Regions from separate parts of the Ovis aries genome. Here region 1 is linked to region 2. A link is a contact called in public Hi-C data. All regions are on one chromosome and are shown on one strand. The core of a region is the stretch at or near the end of the contact, and the rest is flanking DNA. Distances in the headings are between cores, read along the strand shown.

Region 1 (5,563 bases), core at 941-3,440, 640 kb after region 2:
CTGCTGGCTTTCTCTATGATGGCAAAAAAGCTGTAGCCTCCCTTTTATTTCTGCTTTTGGGGAAATTTAATAAAGTTTTAGTGTCTGAGGTAGCAACAGGTAACCACAACGAAACAAATAGTTTTCTTAGAAATTTGGAGATTATACACATGTATATTCACATACATACATGTATTGTGTATGTATGTGAACAGGTGTACCTATATATTACATTTTAAGGCATTTGCATATATACACATTTACTGTGAAGATTTTTAAGAGTGTATGCACTACATATGTTTCATGCAGAATGTCTTAAAACTGTTGATGCCCCAGGGACTTCCCTGGTGGTCCAGTGATTAAGAATCTGCCTTGCAGTGCAGGGGACATGGGTTTGATCCCTGGTCCCAGAAGATTCCACATGCTGTAAGGAATCTGTGTGCTACAACTACAGAACCTAAGTTCTAAAGCCCGAGAGTCGAAACTAGAGAGTAGCCCCCACTTGCCGCAACTAGAAAAAGCCTGCACAGCAACAAAGACTTGGCACAGTCAAAAAATAAATACAATTATATACAATTTAAAAAAAATACGCATGGTGTATTTTTTTTTTTAATATGGTTATGCCCCTTTGAATGCAATGTCAGTGGTCATGGGGAGGGAGAGAGGAGTGAAAGAATTTTTGATAGTTATAGGTCTACACAAAGCACTGTATTCTTAAGGAATTTAAAAGTTGGGCAGGGTTTAGAAAGTGGTGGTGGCAGTGACGATGGTGTACCTAAAGGGCAGGACTTCCATGTGCCACTTCCAGGAGCTTGATTTTAGGGATAGCTGGTAGTTATGGTAGAAAGAGCTTAACCACCCCTTCGCCTGGAAAAATTTGTCCTTGGCATCAGACTTGTGACACACCCTTCCTGACCTCAGCACCTGGTCTGAGGACCTTCTCTGAGCCACTGCAGCACCCATTACTTATCACTCTCGTGGGAGGGAGGCCATGCCTTTTTTCTCCCCCTGTGTCTCCTGCTCAGAGTTGGCGTGCAATGAATGTCTGTTCCGTGGATGAATGGATAAACATTCGGCGGAACACGCCCGAGTGCACAAGCAAATGCATAAGAGAAGCAGAGAGACCTGCGAGTCTGGAACTGAGGATGATTCAGGTTCAAAGAGGCAGAGTCAGAACCTGGGATTTAACATCTGCTGTGGTTTGTCTCCCAGCAGAAAGAAGGATCAGCAGCAGCCGCCTTTTAGTCTAGCCCAAGGACATAACGTAGTGTTCTGAGTCAGCAAGTCTTTCTTCTGAGACTGGGGAATCTCCTAGCTGACAAGATAATCTCCAATGAAGCCAGAGGCAGATGGGAAGTCATTTTGGACAGAGTCACCCTGCAGCAGTTTCAATAAAACGCAATACTATCAACACCTAGAATCCACAATCAGTACTTTCACACCCTCTCTATGGTTCAGACTTCTAACACCTTGTGAAGCAGTGTATGGGCAGCCACTCAAGATGGCGGTGCTCTTGCTCTCTGTGTGTCCCCAGCTGGACCAGCCCTGCTTCACCTCCACTCACACCCTACTCACATGGCTATCCAATCCTCCTCATTACAGGGCTCAGTCAGTGACTGCCCACGTGCTTGTCCCCTGCCCCAGCTGCTGGTTTCCCTGGTAACTGATGAGCCAACCTGACATCAATTCCCCCTATAATGATAAACTCCCATTCCTCCCAGTAATGAAGCATGTTGGCACGTCCTGCCTGCCGTCTGCTGTACAGAGTCGAGTGTCACTCCAGGACTTTTGCTTTGGACACGTAGGAGTCCCTATCCGATAAATCATTGATGTCGCCAGTTTCCTTGGTCTTCCTGCTAGGCAATTACAAGGCTTGCAGAATGCAGCTCAATGAGTGGGTATGATTACAGATCAGAAACCTGTACCTCAAAGAGGGTGGGTGACCTCCCTAAAGTCACACAGCTGGAAAGTAGCAGAGTCAGGATTCAGTTCTGTTGGTTCCAGGATCCCCTGCAGCTATTTGGGACAACAGGGGCAATGAACCACTGGTGATGAAAGGGAAGGAAATCTACCTGCTGGTTAGGGAAACACTCACTGCTATAAAAGACTCTGAAATTCGTCATTGCTCCAGCAATCAAAGTTTATTTCTTCCTCGTGTACAATCTAAAGTTGTACGAAAGTCTGCTGAGCAGCTGGCTTTCCTCCAAGCAGGGATTCGGGAACCTACACTCCTTCCATCCTGTGGTTCCACCAGCCTCAATGTGTGACTTCAAGCTGCCATGTACATCTGCATCAGGTCGGTAGTGGGGGAGAGAGCGTGGAGGTCTTGGGTCAGACTTGGAAGTGGCACACATCACGCCCAAGCACATTTCTTCAGCTAGAATTCAGTTACTTCACTGCCAATACTTAGCAACCAAGAAACTGCAAGGGAGCCTGGAAAATGTAGAACAGCTCTGTGCCCTGGAAGAAAGGGAAATGAAACTGGTCAAGTTGGGCAGTCCCTGCCACCACCCATATCCTACAAGGAACATGAGATTCCAGGACAGAGAAAAAGCCCCTATGTGACCTCTGGTGGGGACATGAGTCACTAGACAAGTTTGCAGGAAATCAAACCTTCAGCTGCACTTCAAGCTGCAAGCATGCCCAAAGCCCTTCTGTAATAAGCCTTGATTGTTTTATCCTCTTGTGTGAGAGAATACTCCCCTCTACCTTCAACTTCGCCAGTCTGAGCACTCCTAGACCCATGGCTAGAGGTGGGCACATGTCCTAAATAGACCCAAGCATATTTCCTCATCCCCTAAGAATCAGGGGTCAGTTTAGGGACGGTCATGTGATCCAAGGAGAGCCTATTGGCTTCCTTCCCTAACCAGTTAAGAAGGCTCTCCTGTCCCTGGTTACAAGATTATAAGAAGGGAAGTGTGGGGCGGTCTGGTGTTATGCCTGAAGCCTCGTGGAGACAGCTGAAACCATGAGGGAGCACGCGGAGAATGAAACTGGGCAGCTTCAGTTTTTGGATCCTGAAGACTAGTCCTTCCCCACCATTTTTGTATAACCCAATTACTTTCTCTCTTTGCTTCACTTAATTCAAGTCATCTGTCAGTTGCAACTCACAGAGTGACAACGTCATACATCCAATGTGCCAGAAGACATTCTAGAAGGTAGATAGGATCAACAGCAAGTTTTTTTGTGTCTAGTGCTAGCCATATTCATGTTCTCTTGTACGCACAAGCACACACACACACACACACACACACTCACGCGCACACACACTATGGGCTTGTGTCCCCCATAAAATATATGCTGAAGACCTAACCCTTAGCGCTTCACAATGTGAATTTATTTATTTATTTATTTATTTTTTATATTTTAAAATTATTTATTGAAGTATAGTTGATTTATAATGTGTTAATTTCTGCTATACAGCCAGGTGACTCACTTTTACACATCTCAGTGGGTAAAGACTCTACCGACAAACAGACTCAGACCTAGAGAACATATTTGCCAAAGGGGAACAGAGGTGGGGGATGGATGAACTGAGAGTCTGGGGTTAGCAGATGTAAGATATTATAAATAGAATGGATAAACAACAAAGCCTTACTGTATATCATGAGAAACTATTATATCCAATATCCTGGAATAAACCATAATGGAAAAAATATAAAAAAAGAATGCATATATGAATTTATTTTTAAATAGGGTCTTTAATGGTCTTCCCTTGTGGCTCACCTGGTAAAGAATCTGCCTGCAGTGCAAGAGACCTGGGTTCAATCCCTGGGTTGGGAAGATCCCCTGGAGAAGGGAAAGGCTACACACTCCAGTATTCTGGCCTGGAGAATTCCGTGGACTCTATAGTCCATAGGGTTGCAGAGTCGGACACGACTGAGCAACTTTCACTTTCACTTTTCAGGGCCTTTAACAGAGGAAATCAAGTTAAAATGAGATCATTAGATTAAGCCCTAATCTAATATGACGGGCATCTGTATAAAAAGGGGAAACTTGAACATACACAGCACAAGATAATGTGAGAGACAGAGACACAGGGAACACACCTCGTGATGAAGAAGGCAGAAACTGGGTGATGCTTCTGCAAGCCGAGGAATGCCCAAGACTGAGGGCAAACCACCGGAACTGGGAGGCATGGAACAGTCTCCCTCACAGCCCACAGAAGGGACCCTGCAGACACCTTGATCAGACATCTAGACCTCCAGAACTGTGAAACGAGCAGCATCTGTTTTTGAAGTCAGCCAGTGCATTGCTCTCTGCTGTGGGATTTATAGGAAACTAATGAACATAGTTTTTTGGGCAGGTAACCTGGTGACTCTGCCAGAGTTATATTTTCCAGGAGGAAAAGCATTAAGCGTTATTCTCCATCTCTGTAATCTCTCTGGAAAGGCCTTAAGGAGTTCCATTTCTCCTTCTGTATTATATATTTATATAGGAGAGAGGGAAAGAGAATAAGGAAAGTTAAAGCAATGTAAGATACAGATTCTTTGTTATTAATATTTCATACACGTGTGCATGCACGTGTGTGTGTGTTGGACCTAGAGGAGGAGGTTATCATAATGATAACAGCAATTGCCATTTATTGTCTACTTTATGTTGGATACAGTTCTTGGTCATTTTAAACATATTATCTCATTTACTTCTAGAAGGGAGTGAAATGTCTCCTGATGTGAGGTCAATTCAGACCTGACTTTGAATCCCAGTTTTGCTGCTTATCAGGTATTAGGCCTTGGTCATGTAATTTAACCTCCATGAACCTTTTTTCTCAATGGAATAATAATTTCTACTTTGTGGAATTTCTGTAATATTATGCAATAATATATACGTATAAATTGATTATCCTGTTAACAAGTGGTAAATATTACTATTCATCTTCAGAATCACCCTATATGACAGGCATTTATAATTCCAGTTTTATAGATGAAGAAACTAAGTCCCACGTGCAAATAAGTGACAAAAACTAAATTAGACCAAGATCTGTCTGGTGGCTTCAAAGCCAACATCTTTCTACTATACCCGCCTTGAAAAGAAAATGATCCAAAAAGCAATAATTTGTCAATCCGGCACAGTTACACTGTGAGTGAATTTGAATTACATGTATCTGAAACTGTGATACAAGACATTCACAAGGTCTCATTTTGTGCTCAAAATGAGAAATCATACAAATCCCCAGAATTAAAAATCAAGAATTGCTCAATTTCAAAGCCTGTTCAGCCAAGTGAATTACAAGCTGCCACCTTGATTCTAAAACAGAAATTCTGTCTTCATTTTGTCAGTATCTTGCAAACTACGCTGTTAGTCACAAGGCCCAAAACTTCATCAACTGATTTTGGTGACAGTTGTGTAGTTATTATGCATTTTAAACAACCTATCACCATGTCTTCAGAGTATTCATAATGCGGTGATACAGAAAGGCACCAAGAGCAACACATTTATTCCCTTCATAAGACGTCATAAAAAGCGCTCCCTGTGGCAGCACATATACTGGATGTCATAAGAAGGCTCTAAAGAAGAGCTGACAGCCATTATGATGCGCTGTGCTTGCAATTTAGCAGATTCATTTCTGCAGAATATCAGAGAC
Region 2 (5,623 bases), core at 2,184-4,683:
TTTCCCACTGTCTGCTGCAGGAAGGTGTCCCAGGGAACCTGATGCTGCCCTGGGTGACGGGCATGGCACAGTGTCCTGGCCTCTCTGAGAGAGGCTTCTGCTTGGAACCCTCATGCTCGCCATGTGGGCTCCTTCCTGAGGCCTGTGCTTGGGCTGTTCCGTCTGCCTGGACTGCTTCCTCCCCGCCCCACCCCCCCACCCCCAAATCCCCACGAGTAACCCCCCACCTGCTTCAGATTATTGCTGAACATCATCTTTTCACTGAGGCTGCAGCAGCCACTCTACTTCAAGTTGCACCCCCATCCCTTCAGATATTCCTCGTCTCCTTACTGTGATTTTTTCCATAGCCTTTCTCACTTTGAAACATACTCTGGTTATTTGCTTAAGCATTATCTTTATCATCAGGTTCCTCCAGCCCCCAGGCTCCATGACTTCTAAGGGAAGACAAGTAGCCTGCTCAGATTCTTACAAACATAATACTTGGTCCTTAGTGATTTCTCAACTCCTTCCTTCTTCCTGCTTATTTCCTTTTTGCTCTTAACAGAATTAAGAAATGCTGTCTTGCCTGGAGAATCCCAGGGACGGGGGAGCCTGGTGGGCTGCCGTCTCTGGGTTAGCACAGAGTCGGACACGACTGAAGCGACTTAGCAGCAGCAGCAGCCTTTTAAATTATATGGTAGGAACTCTTCGTATAAAATAGAGAAGAGAAAATAAAAACACAACTCTTGAGTTGCTGTAATAATTAACACATCACACCCTTATTTTTGGCCAGTGCTCTACATGAGTTGTTTCCTTTAATTCCCAGTCAACCTTATGAAGGTCGGTGTTCTTATTACACCAGTTTCACAGATGAGGGAGCAGAGGCTTGGAGTGGGTGAAGTCACTTACCCAAAGCACAGAACTGGTGGGCAGGACTGGAGCCATGGGCCCGTGCCCCACAGCTCCCATGAAACCACACCCCAGCCAGGAAGTTGGGTGTGGCGCCGTGGGCCTGCTTCTCTCTGCGTGGGGTGTTTGTTTTCAGCCTGCCCCTGTGTCCCATTGCTGGCCAGGCAGCAACACGTTTCAGAGCATTTTGACATAGAGACTTGCCTTCAGTTAATCATCTTCCTTCCCCACGTGTTAGCCCTGGGACTAGGGTGCGCTGGGAGGGAGGTTGATCTCTTTATATCTGTCTGAATTTTCTTCTGACAGATCAAGCATCTTTATCCTCTGCCATTGTCTGCTTCCCAACCTTAAGGTGCAGAGAGCAGCGTTTCCACTGTGGCCTGGGACCACTTGGGCTCACATACCTTCTGTGTGTTTACCTCCAGCTATGAGACCTCCAGATCCACAGGCAGTTGAGGGCCCCAGAGATCACTGCATCAACCAGACCGTGCCAGGCAGAGTGCGTGCTATCAGGGGTGCCCCTGGGTGTCTGTCTGCTCCACCTTGCGGGGGGCACCTGCGACAGCCCAGGTGTCTGCAGCCCATGGCATGAGAGACACAAAAGTCTGCTTATAAGGTGTGCTTAGCACATGCCTTTTACAATATTTTTGGTGCTTAGAGCGACTGTGACTTCTTTGCATTTATATTCTGGTACTGCAAACTTCAGTTAAACAGGCAAGTTTAACCTTTCTTCAAGGTGAAAAAAAAAAATTGAAACAGGGATATTTGTACTGTCCCATCTATTTTGTCCCACTTAGAAAATACTAATAAAGCAAACTCTTAATTTAAAAACCATGGTATTTGCAGAGCAGTAAGGATAAGTGAAGGATAAATAGAATTTTCTATAATTTGGGGGTTCTGATTTAAAAATTAAAAAAATTTTTTTGGCCACACCCCATGGCAAGTTGGGACAGGTATGGGTTCTGACCAGAGATTGAACCGTCTGCTTTGGAAGCATGGAGTCTCAACCAGTGGACCACCAGGAAAGTCCCCCTGATTTCTATAGATGGGCTAAAACCTGGAGAGAAAGCTATTGGTGACTAGGGAGTGTGACTCCAACTAAATATATTGTAAAGAGAGAGGAAAGGACAAGTCCAGGCAGTGTGGACAGAGGCGGGTAGATTAGACTGAGCAAATACTGCCTGAGAGTCAGCTTGTCGCATACTCAGGGGTGTGTGACTTTGTGCAAAATCCCTATGAAATAATTAAGTTGCAAGAATCTGAACTTTATGTTTGGAGACCTATCTGAAGTTGGTGGACAGTTATTTTCCATTTAGAAATTTACTTAGAAATATTTAGTAGATCCAGTATGCTGCTGTTGCTGCTAAGTCGCTTCAGTCGTGTCCGACTCTGTGCGACCCCATAGACGGCAGCCCACCAGGCTCCCCTGTCCCTGGGATTCTCCAGGCAAGGACACTGGAGTGGGTTGCCATTTCCTTCTCCAGTGCATAAAAGTGAAAAGTGAAAGTGAAGTCGCTCAGTCGTGTCCAACTCTTAGCGACCCCATGGACTGCAGCCTACCAGGCTCCTTCATCCATGGGATTTTCCAGGCAAGAGTACTGAAGTGGTGTGCCATTTCCTTCTCCAAGATCCAGCATAAATATTCCTAAATCCCAGGCTGGTTTTTTTTTTTTTTTTTTTTTTACCTCAACATAGACCAGTTGGTCTCTTGTAGGGATTCCCACTTGAAGTTATTTTAGCAGAGTCCAGCAGGGTGATTTCCATTCTGACCCCCAGAGGCAGTGGAGAGGATGGGGGCTCTCTGCTTTTCGGCTGGTAGGTCATGTCAGCAGCATCACTGCATCGCAGGGAAACTGTAGTAGAAGTAGGACCGTCTCCAGTTTGTGCTTGAAGACTTGGTGAGGCAGACTTCTTTGTGATAAAACAAACATAGGTAAATCATAAAGTGGAATACTAAAAGCTGTGTAGTGTTTCACATTTAAAGCAGAGTCCTCACTGATGCTCTGAATTTATGGCCACTCATGGCTGGTGCCCCAGGACCCCTAGGGAAAAAACGTTCTCTCTTTGTGTTACCCGTTCTTTGGGTGAAAGGTTTGTGAGAGACTGGGTATGTGGAAGGTCCATACTTGGTAAACTGTAAACTTGATGATTGAGGGTGGTGGTATGGGGTTCAGTGAAATCTGTTACAGGGCAGAGCCCTGAAGGTTGGATGTGTTTAAGGCTGCTTTTAGGGCAGACATAGCAGTTCCGTGTTGCTGATGTCTGTATAACGGCCCTTTGTCACTTCCAAAGCCTTCCCACTACTGGTCCCCACCACAGGCCTGCTCTGAAGGTTCAGGGGGCAGGGATACTGTCGTCCCCAGGTGGGAGTGAACATGCCTGTGGGTTATGTGGCTGTCTCTGGATCGTGACCTAGAACAGCACTTCACACACTGCCATTGTGCTCAGAGGCCTCTGGTGATCTCAGCAAAGGCCGATTCTGGTGCCTGGATCTGGGTGGGTCCAGAAGGCAGTTTCTGACAGGCTCCCTGGTGATACTGACGATACTGGTCCACTGTGAGTGGCAGGCACTTAGAACAAGCGCCTGTGGTCCATCCAGCCCAGACCGTCTAGCCCTTGGTCAGGACTCCCGTGTGTGTCTGCTCCTGTAGATGGCCCAAGGCGTCACCCACATGTGTCGGACCTCAGATAGATCTAGGTCATAAGTGACCTAGATTTTTTGAGAGGATTTGTGCTGCCTGGAGACGCAAAGAGTTGATCTGGTGGGAAAATGGAGTGATACAAAACATGTGGTAATAGGGATAAAGAAGAATCTGACAGCGTGCCAAGTGACGCTAAACATATGGCATCTGCCTCGTCCCTGCTGCTGCACTTGCAGGCCAGCTTTGTCTCCTGGGCGGCAGCCGGGCACAGAGACTGCGCAGGAGTTTGCTTTCTTAGCTGTGGGCTCTGACCTAATTGTCAGGTTTACAAAAAATGCTGAAAATCAACTTTTGACTAGATGTTCGGTAGTAGAAATACTCCATGGTTTTTCCTCCTAGTACTTCATACCAAAAAAGCCACAATTCTTTGTTGTTAAGAAATGATTTTTTAGGTAACTCCCAACTATGGAATGGGGGGAAATTCCTTTACTTACCTCTGTGTGCCAAGGAACAATTTTAGTCTTGGTTCAATGCCTTTCATTTAGCATTTCAGGTTATACTGTGCATTTACCAATTTTGTCAACAATAGAAGCAGTCAAATTTTTACATGTCTTATTTAAAAAAAAGGAAAAGGAAAACTCATCTAATATGGATCAGACTTATTGATTTGAAACCCATTGTATAAGTAAATAATCCAGTGAAGCTGAAGTTCAAAGGATTTTTGTGTTGTGAATATAGCTGTGTCAATATGCCTAATTTATGACACAGTTAAATCAGTTGGAGTAGATATTAGGTGTAACCAGTAACGGCAAAACCAAGGAGTATAATCAGAATCTTCGTTATGACTATTTTATGATGTGAAAAATGTAGAAACTGTTGTATTACTATGATTTATTTTATATTGTTCATGGCAAATTTTCAAGAATTTATATGCCACTGGGAAATTTTAACAGATGGTAAATAAGTAGAGTGACTGCAAGTAGGACTTAACTGGAACCCGTAAGCGCCAGGGTGACCCTTGTTTTGATCCCCGGTTCTCGGCACTCACTGTGCGTCAGTCACATGGGGAGACTTGGCGTGTGGACCACACCTGCCGCTCTGCGCTCCTCATATCAAGGGCTGGCGATGGGCCTTGGTCTTGAGTCTTCCTGTGTTTGTAAACCCACCCAAAACATCCTAACTGTGGGGAACCGCTGTTTTAGTTAAATGTAAGAGGATGGCTGCAAGGAGATCCAACCAGTCCATTCTAAAGGAGATCAGCCCTGGGATTTCTTTGGAGGGAATGATGCTAAAGCTGAAACTCCAGTACTTTGGCCACCTCATGCCAAGAGTTGACTCATTGGAAAAGACTCTGATGCTGGGAGGGATTGAGGGCAGGAGGAGAAGGGGACGACAGAGGATGAGACGGCTGGATGGCATCACTGACTCGATGGACGTGAGTCTGAGTGAACTCTGGGAGTTGGTGATGGACAGGGAGGCCTGGTGTGCTGCAATCATGGGGTCGCAAAGACGTGACTGAGCGACTGAACTGAACTGAAGAGGACGACTTGAGACACTGTCGCCGCTTGGTGGCAGTGTTGCTCCCTGTGTCTTGCTGGCCCTTCTTTCTTTTTCCAATCCCAGGAAAGCGTGCTTTCTTTTTTCCCCCGTGTTTTTGTTTTTGGTCTTGTTTTTGTTATAGTACGTACCTTCCTCGCTGATTTGCAGCTTATTTGAATGAGGAGAGTACCTTCTGAAATCGAGATGTTTTTCTTTCATTTTCCACAAGGTTTTAGGGAGTGGGCAAAACAAGGAAGAGAAAAATAGTCCCTGATTGCCAGAGACACAAGACTTTCTAAGATTGTTCTTAACCTACTTTCCATATAATTTTGCTTTTCCGTGGTCAATACAGACTAGGTTCAAGATAAAATACTGCACACTGGGAATGGACTGTTCATGAATTTCAATAGTTTGAAGCTACTAGATTTTTCTCCTTTAATTGTGCTTTTTGGTACATCATTATAGGTGGGGAAGCCACAGTGAATGGCCAGACTTGACCTCAGTCTGCTGTTTTTGAGGCCTCATATCAGTTGTAAATTAGCCTGATTGAGCCT

Evidence for each region. A called contact is a pair of places that touch in the nucleus more often than the background predicts.
Region 1: a contact with region 2 is called in a Hi-C map of omental adipose tissue, with 5 times the contacts expected there. The contact joins two enhancer-like sites. A contact is called at or near these places in 9 of 16 Hi-C or Micro-C datasets (blood, hypothalamus, liver and 5 more).

The regions. Positions count from the first base shown.
Region 1 is chr6:58,706,116-58,711,678 of ARS-UI_Ramb_v3.0, forward strand. LOC132659941 (a long non-coding RNA gene) reads right to left here. Exons shown (of 5, transcript XR_009601014.1): 5 at 2,102-2,439. It also overlaps a transcript of TLR10 not described here. Among named protein-coding and RNA genes, the nearest start is that of TLR10, 31 kb to the right of the region's middle. Within about 2 kb of position 2,191, at least 7 of the 54 cell types and tissues checked have an H3K27ac peak or open chromatin away from gene starts, as enhancers often do.
Region 2 is chr6:58,061,133-58,066,755 of ARS-UI_Ramb_v3.0, forward strand. The region is part of intron 12 of TBC1D1 (TBC1 domain family member 1); the gene reads left to right. Among named protein-coding and RNA genes, the nearest start is that of TBC1D1, 150 kb to the left of the region's middle. Within about 2 kb of position 3,434, at least 9 of the 54 cell types and tissues checked have an H3K27ac peak or open chromatin away from gene starts, as enhancers often do.